Regions from separate parts of the Drosophila melanogaster genome. Here region 1 is linked to region 2. Evidence: chromatin contacts called from public Hi-C data. All regions are on one chromosome and are shown on one strand. The core of a region is the stretch at or near the end of the contact, and the rest is flanking DNA. Distances in the headings are between cores, read along the strand shown.

Region 1 (2,732 bases), core at 179-2,678, 1.0 Mb after region 2:
ACAGGAAATAATTCTAGGCATATTCCCATCTTAATTCGTAGCCACCAGTATAAGGGAACGGATGACCACGTTAAGGAATCGATATAACATCGAGAAGCGACGCGTCGAGAATGGCCTTTCCACACAGTCTTCACAATGGCCTCTATTCGAAAGCCTCCAGTTTCTGGGGGATCACATACGGCCCAGGCGCAGCTTTAAGAACATGAGCGTAAAGGAGGAGGATGAGGAGACCTACGAGGTGGACGATTGCCGGAGCGACAGCAACGGGCATATGAACAGCATCAAGGACGAACTGGAGGACGACTCCGAGATCTTCGATTGCGAGCAGGCACTCCCCGTGACCACAGTGTTAGGGTAAGTCCATGATCCATTGCTGCCTAACGTAACATTTGCTAATAACAAGACATCATTTCTTTTTAGGATTCCCCTGAATAACTCTGACGAAGCCAACAAGAGCCAGCGCTCGACGAATGGAGAAATGCCCAATGGCAAGGGCTACAATCACTTTGCGGAAAGCTATCACCGACGACACCAAAACCAGCCGGAGTACATCATCAGTAGTCCAATTGTTAATCCCATGAGGAGCAATAAGCGTGGATCACAGCACTTGGACGATCATCCGTCGAAACGCCGAGTCGACGACAGTCTGTCGATATCCGGATACTATCCAACACAACCTCTAGCCCCCTTGCCACCGGCGTACGCCAAATTCCGGGGATTTGGCGAGTTCATGTGCCACTCCCTGTGCGATATGCCAGCGGCCACTGCCTTGCGCTTGGTGCAGAAGTTCACCCGCGAATTGGTCCAGTCCTCGCTTCGCAACGAGGACAGCGGCAGCAAAGAAAAGACGGATGAGGTCGATCCGGTAGATCAGAGCAGCGAGTCGCAGGAGGAGGACGAGTAGATTTAAGTTACACTTTTAAATTGAGGGTAGGGATATTGGCACGCGTGTCTACATCTATGCGTATAGCATAAAAGCTGCATTGATGACAAATTCGATTAATTCATTTATGATTTAATTATACTCTTTTAAGTCTTCTAGCCTCGCAGTAACCGGGGTGGAAGATCCAAGCATTTCATTTATTAACATAATGGAAAAATACACTTATTTGCTTTGTTTTAAAGGCAGGGGAACGGGTCGACTAATCCAAATTGATTAATTTTCAGATTCGGCAAGAGCATAATACTCTATCTGTAAGATGCACATCTGTAATGGTATAGAATCCTATAAATCCTACATAAAGGACCATACATATTTTAAACAATAATTCACTTCATGGTTTCATTAAGGCGTCAACTGAAATGCAAATATACATTATGTATATAAGTCTGTGGGATCAGACGCAATTATGACTTCGCCACGAATGTGAGCGTCTTTCAGTCAGCGTTCCCCTTGCGCAACTCGGACCTCTATAAGGGCCATCATTATCTTACACAATAGTAATCTGCCCCTTTAAGGGGCATATACATATTTCCATTTCCCTTGGCAGACTTAAAGCAAACAAAAAGGTCCTTAAGTTTTATTACTTTCTGTATGCGAGAACCAACCCTAAAGCTTCTGAAAGCTTCCACCTTCGGCCCTTGAAGCTAAACTTTGATTACTATCCCAAGGAAATAGTTTCACTGAGGAAGAGCTATTCAAGCCAGTTGAACTGTAGGCCATGAATAATGCAATGGATAGCTGACCATGCTAATAAACTATCTACCACCTAATTTTACGCCCGTCTTAAAGGCCACCCAGAATCACTGGAGGTGTTTCCACGTAGATTGCTGATCGATGTTGTGGGACGTCCAACGCACCATCATTCCCATCCCGGGATATGGCGAGAAAATATGTGCCGGGAAAACTGGAACCTGCAGTCGGAATTGCCGGCACAGCCGAATGCCTAATGCCAAATGAAGTCTGAGTAGGCACATCTCCATTTGACCAAACTGGGTGGGGCCTCCAGGCCATTTCTATGTGCGTTGCCCCCTTGTTTACTCCTTTTTCTTTAATAATGCGTCTATATTTCTTAATTAAATTACAGCTTCTCGCATTTGGGAGTGAGTGTGTGTATGTGTGTGTAATTACAGTGTTTATGTGGCACTCGGACATTCCTGGCTCCTCTCTTCCTTTTCCCAGCTGGAGTTGGCTGACTTGGCGTATTGATAAGGCCCAGGCCCACAAAAGGAACGCGAAAGGTGAGTGGTATGGGGATTGGGCAGTTTGGAGTTTGGAGCGGATTGCATCCGAGATGTGAGTGCAGTGGTACATTAAAACGTCACCTGATGTAGGCCGTGCCCAGTGCTTATTTGTTGCATTTTCGAAATACAAATTGCACTAGTCCCGGCCTGCAATGAGTGTCGCAGTCGACGATCTACACAGTGCAAAATAATTTGTAAAAATAATTAAAAATAATAACTTCATAGATTTTTTTATTAAATTAGTTTTTGTGTGGGATCTAATCACTAATCTTGCAACAAATTTATAAAACGATCTACAAACATATCAATGTTGATCGTATCAGCTCCAAAATGACGCCCATTTTTTTCGGTGCTGCGAGCAGCTTGCCATTAAGCCTAACTTTAACTTAATGCTAACCACCATGGCCATAATGTGGTGCGGTTGTGCTGCGTTTTGCGTGCTGCTGTTCGTCAAAGTCAGGACCGTGTTGCCGTCTACTCATCTTGCCATCTCGAATGTCTGGCCCTGTAATTATATAATTTAATCAAATTACTTGCATATGTTGCCA
Region 2 (2,797 bases), core at 189-2,688:
ATCCTGTCGATATTGTGCTGTTGCATGGCGACCTACAAAAGGGAAAGGGAAATTTAAGAGGATTAAATGAGATTAGGACGTGGATCTATCTGGATCTAGTTAATAATTAATTGCATGCTAATAAGAGCCCGGCTTATACATCCATTGTAATCGCGAAGGATGTGGATTTTAGCGAAGCCAATTAATATTTTTAATTGAAGGATTAAGTCGACAAACATATGGGCAGCCACTTAAACCCACTAAGTATTCTTGGCAATATGGAGCAATATGTTCTCACCAAAATTAAACTAAAGATATCGTTGTTAAGAACAGCAAGGATTCCTTGGGACTTGTGTTATCATGCCATCTTACCTTTTCGGTGAAAATGTCCTGCAGTTGGGCAATGTCTACCACGTTCTTTTCGATCTGCTCCACCTCCTCGGAGACGCCCTGCAGAAAGTTGTAGATGTGTACGTTCTCCGCCTCGAAGAGCTGCACATCCTCGGCGCTTAGGGGATCGTCATCGTCGGCCTCCTGCTGCTGCTGGAGCTCCTCATCCAGAGCCATCTTGGAGGATGAGTTGTTCAGATCCGATCTGTTGGCTTTGCTTCGTTTGCGCGTACGCGGTTTGTGTTGATTGGCCTGATTGGCTTCCTTGCCCTTCTCGCCATCGTGATCGTCCACCTCGTCGCCTTCCTCGTCTTCATCCCAGTCGCCCCAGGCGTCGTTATTCCAGTCATTGTCGGCGGACTCGTCGTGGTTGCCATTTGCTTGTGAAGATGACTTCGTGGCTTCGCTGTCATCGTTGCTGACCTGGCGCCTGCCCAGCTTGCCACTGTTGCTGCCCGCCGGACGCACTGGTATCTTCTTTTTGTCCGCCGCCAGCTTGAGCAGCCTATAGGTTTCCAGTTCGTGTTGCACACGGTACTTCTTTTGGTCCAGATAGATCTGTTCCACGCTGTGCAAATAGCTGACCAGCAGGTCCAGCACGGCGTCGATGTGCTGACGCTCCTGCGGCTTCCGCTTGGCGCTCTTCCAATCGCTGCGCATCTTGGCCAGGTGCTGCGTGTAAAAGGTGACGAACTTCTCCGACTCGCGATCAATCAGATCCCGCTGCGCGTCGGTCATGTGTGCGGCGGACTTGAGGTGCTGGCCAATGCGCATGTAGGCGGTGCGGTTCTCGATCAGCACATTGCGCAGCGAAGTGATCTTGTTGCACACCTCCTTGGCCTGCTTGGCGAAGTCATCCTTTGGGCCAATTGGTCCAGTTTTTGTCGGCACTGTGGCGGGCTTGGCCTTTCCGGCCAGCTCGGCCTTGCGCTGCAGGCGCACCGTCATTACGCTGGCCTTGAAGCTCTGGGTGATGTCCATAGCTATTTGCTATAACTAAGTTTGAAATATTTAACTTTTAAATCCACATCATCGGTCCAACACAATGTGGCCGTTCGTTTAACCGTTTGCAGTGTGACCTTATGATGACCGTTAATATATACCAGTTAGCTAATACTAAAAATAGCTAAATGTTATCGATAAGCATTTCAGTGTTGGCTAATGAATTTTCACCCCCACACTTATAGGTGATTTTTCGCCCAACGGTGTACGGTCACACCATTGGCAGAGCACAAACAAAATACGTACTTTTCTGCTTCCAAAGTGTCGAAAAATCGCAGCGCAGTGAAGTCCAGTGTCCGATGTAAATGGTTAAGTAAAGTGAGTAACAAAGGCCGACACAGAAGCCGCATTATTTGCGCAGTTAGCCGACCATTTGGTAGTGTGCGTGAGTGGCTCCGTCGCAGTGCGTTGGTGTGCGTGTGTGAGCAACCAGTTTCCTTGGATTCCTCATAATCTCCATGTGTGTATATGTAACAAAAACAATAACAATTTAACCAGGCGAATGCAAAACACTCGCAAAGTTGGCCAATACCGGATGAACCTCATCATCATCATCATCTTCCACATATTCATGAGCATGGTCGGCAGTCGAAGCCCCTGAATTCCGATAGCAGCCATTCAGCTCGATTTATTAATAATAATTGCCCATTTGCTCGGAATGTATACACATTTCAGTGACTTCAATTGTTCGTCGTCATTTCACCTTGAATTGCGGGCAAGGTAAGCGTCCAAAAGTCGCTATGGATATCGTTGCGCTTCATTTACCGTATTTACCATATACTCTATAAGAAAGTCGCTCTAAATTCCGGGTGAGCCATGTGCTTTGGGTTTTTTGGTGGATCCAATAGTTACACGTCGACAAGAGAAACAATGGCTTATCTTCTTTGGGAAGGATCCCGAGATAAGCTTGTACATAGTGAGAAATTTTAAGTACTGATAACGAATTTTGAACATTTCATTTGAAAAGTGCATATCGGAAGAATATACACAGATTTAGATTTTTTTTTTTTTTTTGCTATGTAGCTTCATTATAAGATGATTGTCCAAACCAATGGAATATACATACATAAAGTGCCCTACTATTTCGGATGACTAATAATGCATGTAACCGCATCTAGGCTGCTGCCAACAATTTCCCTAATTAATTCTTAAACAACATAACAAACAATAGATGCAATGCAAGACCTTTAAACTGATTAATCGTCAATTTTGATCCACTCACACTTAAGCAACACCGCCGTTTATTTTCTATTATTAATTGCTGCTCGCCAGCGATCAAAGTTTCGCATTCGCGGCTCTCTCCCTTGGTTTTTTTTTTGCTTTTAGTTTTCGCTTTTGTCTGGTTTGTGCAACATCAGCGATCGGCGGGGGAATCACAGTCGCTGGTCTGTTGGTAGATCCATTCGCTATGGATCCCTCAATTTAT

What was found. A called contact is a pair of places that touch in the nucleus more often than the background predicts.
Region 1: a Hi-C map of the Kc167 cell line shows a contact between it and region 2, with 5 times the contacts expected there. A contact is called at or near these places in 6 of 107 Hi-C or Micro-C datasets (the D17-c3 cell line, the Kc167 cell line, the S2 cell line and 2 more).

The regions. Positions count from the first base shown.
Region 1 is chr3R:25,649,144-25,651,875 of dm6, forward strand. It overlaps lncRNA:CR45917 (long non-coding RNA:CR45917), which reads left to right and starts at 1,429. Exons shown (of 1, transcript NR_133452.1): 1 at 1,429-2,414. jigr1 (jing interacting gene regulatory 1) reads left to right here. Exons shown (of 6, transcript NM_001347754.1): 5 at 42-354; 6 at 421-2,731. The coding sequence ends at 904. It overlaps mir-92b (mir-92b stem loop), which reads left to right and starts at 2,255; the gene lies at 2,255-2,354.
Region 2 is chr3R:24,624,124-24,626,920 of dm6, forward strand. It overlaps Syx18 (Syntaxin 18), which reads right to left and starts at 1,439. Exons shown (of 2, transcript NM_079761.4): 1 at 352-1,439; 2 at 1-32. The coding sequence starts at 1,350. atl (atlastin) reads left to right here and starts at 1,548. Exons shown (of 5, transcript NM_143017.3): 1 at 1,548-1,689.